Linked DNA regions of Triticum aestivum: region 1 is linked to region 2. A link is a contact called in public Hi-C data. All regions are on one chromosome and are shown on one strand. Each heading gives the region's core, a stretch centred on a gene start, on an enhancer-like site or on the middle of the called end of the contact. The rest is flanking DNA. Distances are from core to core; before and after follow the strand shown. Region 1 holds the start of LOC123087741 (G-type lectin S-receptor-like serine/threonine-protein kinase At1g34300). Region 2 holds the start of LOC123087739 (post-GPI attachment to proteins factor 3).

Region 1 (4,754 bases), core at 1,305-3,804, 150 kb before region 2:
TGGTCGGCCGCTGCGAGGGCTGCTCCTGGATGCACCAGAAGCTCACCTGCAGCGCGCGCTCCACCTGCGCCATGTCCACCTCCTCCCCGGCCAGCCGCCGGTCCACGATCGGCAGGAGGTTCCCCTTCTCGTACTCCTCGTACGCCCACACCGAGAACTTCTTCCGGTTCGTCTCCTCCGAGATGTCGAAGTTCCGGTGGCCGCTCACCGTCTCCAGCAGGACCATGCCGTAGCTGTACACGTCCGACTTGACGGTGATGGGCAGGTTGGCGAGCCACTCCGGCGCCAGGTACCCCCTGGTGCCGCGCACGCTGGTCAGCGTCCGGTGCCGGTGGTCCTTGGGGTTGATGAGCTTCGCGAGACCGAAGTCCGACACCTTGGCGTTGTGCTGCTCGTCGAGGAGGATGTTCTCCGGCTTGATGTCGCAGTGCACGATGGTGTCGCGGCACTCCTCGTGCAGGTACGTGATGCCGCGCGCCGTGCCCACGGCCACCGCGAACCGCGTCGCCCACGACATCGCCTTGCCGCTGTCGTTACTGTTGCTGTTGCCGGCGCCGAAGAGGAAGGAGTCCAGCGAGCCGTTCTTCATGAACTCGTAGACGAGCAGCCGGTGCCGGCCCTCGGAGCAGAAGCCGATGAGGCGGACCAGGTTGAGGTGGTGCGTGCTGCTGATGGTGGCCACCTCCATCCGGAACTGCTTCTCCCCCTGCTCGATCCCCTCCAGCTGCTTCACGGCCACCACCGTCCGGTTCGCCAGCACGCCGCGGTACACCGCGCCGAACCCGCCGGCGCCCAGCTTCTCCTTGAACCCCTTGGTTGATCTCTGCAGCTCGCGGTACGAGAACTGCACCGGCGCGCCGGACGCGTACTCCAGCAGCGCGTACTGCGCCGACGCCGGCCCGTACTTCGGGCTGTTCCGGCAGAACACCCACCACAGCGCCCACTCGGCCAGCACCAGCCCGGACACCACGCCGAGGACGACCAGGGCCACGACCCACCCGCGCAGGCCGGAGGACCCCGAGGAGGACGAGTCGCCGGTGCTGAGGGGCGGGTTGGGCTCGCCGGGGAAGCAGACCTTGACGAAGGACGTGCTGGGGAGCGACGCCGACTGGTAGGCGCTGACGAAGTTGGAGACCTTGAGGAAGCAGAGGCCGGAGCCGTCGGAGAGCGCGGTGGAGGCGACGCAGGAGCTGCCGGAGAGGCAGTTGAGGCGGCATGCGGTGATGCCGACGAAGAACTGCTCGGTGGTGATCTCCGGCGTGTAGGTGAGGAACTGCGTGTTGTCGAGCTGGAGCATGGTGGAGTTGCCCGGGCAGTTCTGGAGCTCCACCTTGCGCTTGCAGCCGCTGCGGGGGTTGGAGGCGTCGTTGAGCTGGAAGTTCCGCGACGGGCACCCGCACACCGGCGACGTGCCGTTGTAGCCGCACACGCCCATGTTGCCGCAGTAGCCGAACACCTCGCACTGGTCCGCCACCGCGGACCACTGCTCCGTGGCCGTGCCGCTGCCGCGCCCGGCGCTGTAGGCGCGGAAGTTGCCGTCCGAGTCGAGGCGCACGAAGCGCAGCATGTCGCCGCTCTCGCCGTAGTTGCTGCTGTAGGCGACGACGACGGGGGCGTTGAGCGTGCCGTCGGTGAGGGAGACGATGCCGTTGGTCTGCATCGTGAGCGTCGGGGAGCTGAGCGTCTTGTTGGCGGTGAAGGTGGAGTTGTACCCCTTGTTGAAGTAGGTGACGGTGGCGGAGCCGGCGGTGGCCCACCTGAGCGTGAGGTTGCCGGTGGCGCGGTCGACGGCGAAGACGTAGGGGCCCGAGGTGAGGTTCATGCCGGAGGCGAAGTTCTGGGACATGACCACGGTGTCCGTGGGGTGGTCGAAGGACTGCCACAGGGCGCCCCCCGTGGAGTTCTTGAGCACGAGGTTGCCGCTCTCCTGGAGGGCGGCCGCGGAGACGCCCTGGCCGGCGGTGCCGGACGACCAGAGCACGGCGCCGGAGCCGTTGACCAGCTGCAGGTCGCCGGTGGAGGAGAGGCGGAGCGAGCCCCCCGAGTCTACGGGCGCGCCGGCGCCCGCGGACCAGACGGAGATGCCGCCGGCGTAGGTGACGGCGGCGACGGAGAGCGAGGGCGCGGTCGGGGACGGCGCGAAGGCGAGGGAGAAGGTGGAGTTGGGCGAGGACCACGCGGCCGAGTTGCCGCCCGGCGAGAGGGTGGAGCCCAGGGGCATGTCCTTGCCATGGGACAGGAAAGGGAGCAGCAGGAGCAGGAAGCAGCGGCAGAGGACGGCGAGATCCCCCCGTGAAGGCCGCATCTTTGTTGGACGGAGAGCGGATTCTTGCGCCGGGAGGTGCAGCGGAGGAGCTAGCGGGGGCTATGTAGCTCGGCTTCCCCTCTCATGGCGTCAACTGCGGCTGTGAATCGGGAATTGGGCAGAGGGGGAGAGGCAGGGGAGGGGAGGGGCTGAGCGTGAGCGAGGGAGGGAGGAAGGGAGGAGGAACTAGCCGGAGCAGGACAGCGACTGTGACGCACACTGACCGTTCGGTCAAATTCCCGTATGTTCTTTCTTTTTTTTAATTTTCATCCGGGGGTGATTCCTCACCTGAATTGTTTTCATTTTGTCTATAAGGCTTTGCAGCCCGTCGCAAGATAGGTTCAAGTGAACCAGAAGTACATGAGATACAAGGAGTAGAGATAAAGCAAAATAACACACACTGACCACACACATAACAGAGGAGAACAATGAGGGAGAACTCAACACCACACAACACACCAAAGAGCACCGTCAATGAAATCGAACGGCATCAGCCAGCCGAGTCCAAGCCATGACACTGCATCGTCGACGCAATCGAAAGGCTCCGCGCATCCGAAACTGCACAACGTCGCGACACCACCTGTGTCGAGGGGCACATTCGAAGGGGCACGCGAGGCCGAGACGACGCCACGATACCTGTGTGCCACCAGCATAGTCGAAGGGCATCGCCTAGCAGACCAAACCACGACACTGCACCGTCGACACAATCGAAAGGCGCCACGCATCCGAGACTGCACAACGCCGCGACACCACCTGTGTCGGGGGCACATTCGAAAGGTCACGCGAGGCCGAGACGACGTCACGGCACCTGTGTGCCACCGGCGTAATTGCTGGGCACCGCACTAGCAGAGACACACCAAGAAGCACTCCGCACGAACACCACCGAAGAAGAGCACAAAACAACCGTCGACCCCGAGCCGGCCGCACCACCACCACCGAGCCGCCACCCCGCAAACATCAACGACACCACCTCCAACCACTGGTCTTTGTAGCCAAGCCAAGCTCCAAGACGAGGCCCTCATCAGGGAATGTGACGTTGAGCACCACCATCGTCTGACCCAGGAGACCCGGACCGAAGTTTCCTCCGGAGCATCACAGGCAAGGAGGCGAGCACAGCAACACGACGCCTTCAACAAAGGGATAGTGCAAAGCACTACCGTCGTTGGCTTTGACCGCAACCGAAGCTCGGCTTTCACCGGCTGTGTCACCACCCCCACCCAATAGCCTGGAATCCACCAAGACGCCCTCCGCCAGCAATGTAGAAGAGGAAGCCACAGCCTGCCCACGAACAGAAGCTGCCACACCACGCGGAGCCTCCAAATGCAGGCACCGAACCGAGCAGAGCTCGATCCAAGGCTAGGCAGACTAGTGCCTGCTTGGCGTCGTGGTCACCGCACATCTCGTGCGTCGACGCCGACGCGAACACAGACCCCATGCCAGGGCCTAGCTGGCCGGAAGAGCCGAGTCGCGCCCAACTTGCAGCAGATGAACCCCAGCCTCCTGCGCAGACCCACCGCGGCCCTCAAGCCGAGGGGGATGGCCCCGTCGCCGCCTTCACGTCCGAGGAAGGAGGCCAGCCACCGAGCAGCCGCAGCTGCCACGCGCGCCGTGGGTGCCCCCAGCTTCTCGCGCCCGATTGGATCTGAGGCGCAGCAAAAAATCGTACGGGAGCCGCAGACCCGATTGGATCTGAGGGAGAAGGACGCCCGTCTCGCGCCGGCTGGCCGCAGGTGACAACCGGAAGGCAGCTGGTGCACACAGAGGCAGAAGGCAGGGCACCGAGGTCGGCCGCGGCGTGCCGGAGCGCTAGCCAGAGCACCGACGCGTGAGACCTCAGGACTGAGCTCCGCCGTGCCCGAGAGCAGCCATGCGCCGCAGCAAGGTCCCCGCCGCCGCCGTCAGCCTCACGGCTTCGCGTTATGGCGTCGTCCGGCGGCGGCGGAGAGGGGGACGGCCGGATTTTTAGTGGCGGCGGCTAGGTTTTGCAGGTTCCGCCCGAGTCGCCCACACGGAAGCGACGCGGGGCGCGGGGGAAAACTAAACCGAATCGGTTTTTGCGCGAAGAAATCCCGTATGTTTGTAGCAGTAATTAAGAGCTCTGTAGACCAATGCGAATTTTAGCCGAGTAAAATGCACACTTGTTTGGGCTTGTAATTTATTATAGTTCACAAACTTGTTTGGGATCGTGACATCCAATGCTCTTATATTCCATATATTTCCATTGGATGACATACAATCATTCAAATTTCCTGCCTAACTAATGAACAAACGGCTGTTTATGCTACCAGTGGTTAGTTGGAGTAGTATAATTATGGCCTATGCTAATCAACTGCTGACACCAACCAAAAACAAATAAGGTATAGTAGAATGGTCAAGGTGTCTCCGGACCAGACGAAACAAGTGGGCGAGCATGGCCGGTGAGCTCAAGACCAAGCCCACCCACACACCT
Region 2 (4,888 bases), core at 868-3,367:
AAATTGACTGATGAGTTTGTTCATATGTTCACATAATCCCCGAGGTAGCTTGAAACATGACATTGAAAAGATGAGAACTGCTTGTGCCACTGATCTAAAAAGTATCTCCTTGCAAGCGACGGAAATTGCTTTTTTCTACCCATCTATTCGCTTTCCCCCACAATCTATCTTTCACATATTTAAAGGTACTTGACTTAAGAGATAAATATTAATATGAGATATAGTTTTGAAGATCCCGTCACGAGAAATCCAATGGGCAAAATGATTCGGTAATTGGATGCACGGTTCCATTGATAAATGCTCCCAATTTTTAAAAAATGTTCTCAAATTTAAAAATTATTCATGAATTTGAAATAATGTTCCCAAATTTCGAATCGGAATTTCAAAAAATGTTCTCAAATTTGAAACAAATGTTCTGAATTTTAAAATGCTCACATATTTAAAAAATTCTCACAAATTTATTTTTTTTACATTTCAATACATGTTCCTATTTAAGAAAATTTGCAAACTTTTCTTGAATTCTAAAAATGTTCGTGATTTTTGAAAAAAAGTTTCAAAAAATGGTCATGAAACAAAATAATAATAATAATAACTAAAATAATTAAAGAAAAATTAAAAAAGAAACCGAAAAAAAGAAAACCCATAGAACCTTCCCAAAACTGACGGGAAGCACAGAGAAAACCATGCGAACTGGGCTGGCCCAGTATGGTTTGTGGTTGCAAGGGGGTGCATGTTTGGTCGATATCTATAGACCTATGGGGGAGATAGGGACAACGCCGATTGGGAGCTCTCCGGATTTTGTGTATTTTTCTTCAAAATCACTAGTTAAGGGTTACGTCTTGCAAAGTTTACTTCCCCATTTTCTCTGGTTTGACCAATGGGGCACTGCATGTGCATCAGTTGTCGGAACCTGATTTTTTTCCTTTTTTGTATAGATTCATTTTTCCAAGATGTTTTATCTCTTGATCCGTGCGTCCAAATACCAAATCATTTTCAACAATGGATTTCTCATGTTGAAATATTTGAAACTAGATCTCATGCTAATTAGTTTCCACAAAAAAAATTCCACACAAAAGACAAGAAATAAAAAACTAAGAGCTGAAAAAAATCCAAATAACAAAATTCAAAAAAACAAATAATAAATTATTCATGAAAAAAATGAATACTGAAAAAGGGAAGAGAAAACCCGAAGCCTAGAAGCGTGGTTGAGGGGTTTCCCTTTTTTCTGGAAGCACATGATGTGTTTTTCCTCTTTTTTTTGGAGAAGCACATATACGAAAGTTTGTACTTCCACACAAAGAAAATTTGTGCTTCTCACAAAATCACAAATTTTCTTTCCCTCAAGAAACACAACTGTGCTTCTTGCGGAAGCAAATCTGTGCTTCTCACAAAAACACAATTTTTCTTTCCCTCGGAAAACACAATTGTGCTTCTCGCGGAAGCAAATATGTGCTTCTCGTGAAAACATTTTCCCCTGAAGCATAGCTGTGCTTCACATTTTTTCCCTTCAAAACATCAGAAAAAATAGGCAGAAAATGAAAACAGAAAACCTCCCAGAAAAATCTCATGTTAACCCCAAAAACGTGAATAAAAAAATACATGGAACGCACCCAACACGTAACATGTGGCGACAACTGAACGCACTACTTGGCGCACCCTTGGAGGTCCCCGCAAGGGGTAACCTTAGTTAGTTATTTTCTTTTTCTTTCCTGGGTGTGGTGTGGGGGTCTTGACTGAGACCTCCTTTTGTTCATAGGATAGGAATATCATAATAATCAGAAAATCATAGGAAGTGTGATGAAATGTATCTCAATTCTTATAAAAAAATGAATGTCATTTGATGCATAGGTTATGATTTTTTTTCATTTCTCCCAGTCTAATGTTTTTTCTTTGAAATGTGAAGAATTAGTTTCTATCCTACTGCATAGTAATAATATAATCATTTCCTACAACCCCCCAAAACGAAATTCTTTGAAAATCCTGTGCTATAAAATTCCTACACAATTCGCACAAATCAAAGAAGGCCCGAGTGGGCTTTTTCCCATCAGCCCAAGGGCCCGTCTGGTTAGCGAAAATGGCCGACCCCCAACGAACAAATCAATCAATAGCCCAATCCTTTTTTCATTCTCCTCTCCCATCACCATCTCCGACTGCGCCGCCACGACCAGGAGCCATCTCCCAGCCTCGCTCACTCCGCCGTCCACCGCCGCCGCGCCGCTCCCCTTCGTCGGCCCTCACCAGAGCCGCCTCCGCCGGCCTCCACCAGACCACCGCCGCTCCCTCCGCTCCGCTCCGTGAGCCCGCCTTTGACCCGGCGGCGAGGACTGCTCCTCTCCTTCCCCGGACGGTTCCTCCCCGTCCCCCGACTCCACCCTCAGCTCTCTGGCTCTCTCAGGCGCCAGTCTAGTCAGCAGCCAGCGGCGAGGCACGGAGGCAAGCCGGCGGCAGCTCGCCGCTTTAGATCTCCACTTCGCCCTCGCAGGCTGCGGCAGCAGCACCCACCCAAGGTACGCTCCTGGTGCCATTGCCTTACTGAAGGTGATCTACAGACTACAGTACAGCTAGCTAATGATTTGATTATTCAATTTTACACTTACTAAAAGCCTAATTCTATCCCTCTGGAACTTGGGAGTTGGAACAGGGCATCAACATTCTCTGTCAATTGGAACTCGTTGCAGTGCTACTCCTTGTCGTCCTCTCCCCTTTACTCCTGGACTGCCGTGGAGTGAAGATCCATCTAGCTGGTTGCGGCGAGGGGTTCGCGGACTCTGACCCAGGCGTGCCATCCGGGATGGCCGGAAGTAGCCTCTGGGTAGTTCGATTGGCTTCCCTTCTTGCAGTCGGATTCGTGGTCGGCTCCGTCAAGGCCAGTCCGGGAGATGCTCATCCGCAGTACAGGTGAGACGAAGCATTGCTGACTCATCCCATGTTGCACATGATGTACCATTGCGCCTGGCTGTCGTTTATTTTCCTATATACCTTATTCCAGGCCTTGCTGGATAAGTTGGTTCTCGAATTTTGTTAGGTTTTCTAATGCGAAAGTGGGCCTAGCTGGGTTTTGGTTGATGCTTATTGCTTGTAATTGTAGTAATTAAGTCTCAGATATATCGGATAGTAGCATTGTTCGTCTTCTAAATATATATATCTAGATGCGTAATTGGGTTAATTTCGGCTGATGTTTCGTCATCTTACCTAGTTGGTTAAAAATATTAAATCTCTCTTTCTATCTCCAAACTGTGATATCTTAGCCTTATTGGTATGCATGTACTGGAGTCCACAATTGACTATCCTACAGTTTGATTGAAAATATCTGAATAGGAAAACCAGACACTGTCAATCTAAGATGGTTATTGTTTGACTTCAACTTGACAATGGAATAATAGAACCTTAAAGTATTCCTGTCCGTCAGATGAACAATTAGTCAAGTTTCAGCTACCACACCCTACTTATTCTAGTGTAATTAGTAAATTGGTTCAAAGGTGGATTGACTAAAGTGGATAAAGTGACAAACACTCAAATGGAGGGAGTAATATGCGAGAAAATAGTGCCATACATTGAGTTACATAATTTTCAATCCCATTTTAGATGCTTTTGATTAGATGCACAAAGATTAAGTGGTGATACATGATTGGTATTCTTGCCATGGTAGTAAATTAGTCCATCATAATTTCTCCTTCTCTAACTTAATATAAGACATTTGTCAAAAAACGTCTTATATTAAGTTACGGAGGGAGTATTAGATAGACAGAGAGACTGCAGGTCAAACAATTAATTATTGGACTCCAAAAAGAAGGCACACACTCTTTATGAAAGTCAAGTTTGACCATGAATTTAACTAATAAGATTATACCATTAAGTTTGTATCTGAAAGAATTTTCCAATGGTATAATTTTTAAGTTACATGGCTTATGTATTATTGGTCTAATTGGCGGTCAAAGTTAAATCTCGAAAAGTGTGGGCGGCATCTTTTTAGAGTTGGAGGGGGAGTACTTACTATATTTCGGGGAAAAACATTAAGCTATACGCGCTTACTTGGTAATTGGTTATCATTGCATGGATATATTTTCTTACCTAAGCTGTGCACAAATGATTCTTCTAGCAAGTGGTTGAACTATACATTGTTAACAAAACATAGTATGTCTTTTTAGACGTTTGTTTGGTTATGAAAATTGTTACAGGCCAACTCATTTTTGCAACAGTTGCTGTGGATACCGACCACCTTTAGTAACTGTTGTGGCATCGTTGCCTCAGTTTTTGTTGGAATTTTTTCTTTTTATTGGTCTTGATTTGTGCTACATATTGTAGAACCATTGGTTAGGAGTTATACATTGTGTGAGGGGCTGTACTAGTTTGTGTTCATGAGGTGCTGTCATCTGCCGTCGTCTCATGAATGGCATGTCTGAACAAACCAGTTTAACTATGACACTTGAAGAATTGCATGTGTGCGCAATTGTTCATCTTCATCCTTGTTGAACTCTCTGACCGGGGTCATACTTTCCAATGATTTATTTTTATTTTGGAGTGACATACTACTACATGGTTTGTGGTGCCATTTCATTGCATGGACCGAAATTGCTGTTATTTTCATGCTATTTACATCTATTCCTATTTGAACTGCCGGTGGCGGGAGGGCACGGGAGGAGCGCTTTTGGTGAGGTTATTGGTCGCCTTCGGAGTCGACCTGGGAGTCGTCTGGGAGAGCAGCCTGGGAGGCGTGTTGGGCTTTTCTCTCACATAGCAATTTTACAGGAGTACAGGTGCAAAAACAAGGATTGTGAAGCACAAAAAACTGCATGATTAGTCTGTTGGAGTCTCAAAGCACAGGAAAACAACCCCATCCCTACGCGCATGAGTAGAAACAGTGGTTGGAGGGGTTTTTGATTCCTAT

Evidence for each region. Hi-C and Micro-C count contacts between places; a contact is called where the count stands out from the background.
Region 1: a contact with region 2 is called in a Hi-C map of leaf, with 4 times the contacts expected there. The contact joins the promoter of LOC123087741 here to the promoter of LOC123087739 in region 2. A contact is called at or near these places in 3 of 5 Hi-C or Micro-C datasets (leaf and root).

What each region holds. Positions count from the first base shown.
Region 1 is chr4A:627,986,120-627,990,873 of IWGSC CS RefSeq v2.1, reverse strand. It overlaps LOC123087741 (G-type lectin S-receptor-like serine/threonine-protein kinase At1g34300), which reads right to left and starts at 2,554. Exons shown (of 1, transcript XM_044509840.1): 1 at 1-2,554. The coding sequence starts at 2,305.
Region 2 is chr4A:627,836,359-627,841,246 of IWGSC CS RefSeq v2.1, reverse strand. It overlaps LOC123087739 (post-GPI attachment to proteins factor 3), which reads left to right and starts at 2,117. Exons shown (of 6, transcript XM_044509839.1): 1 at 2,117-2,507; 2 at 2,642-2,898. The coding sequence starts at 2,792.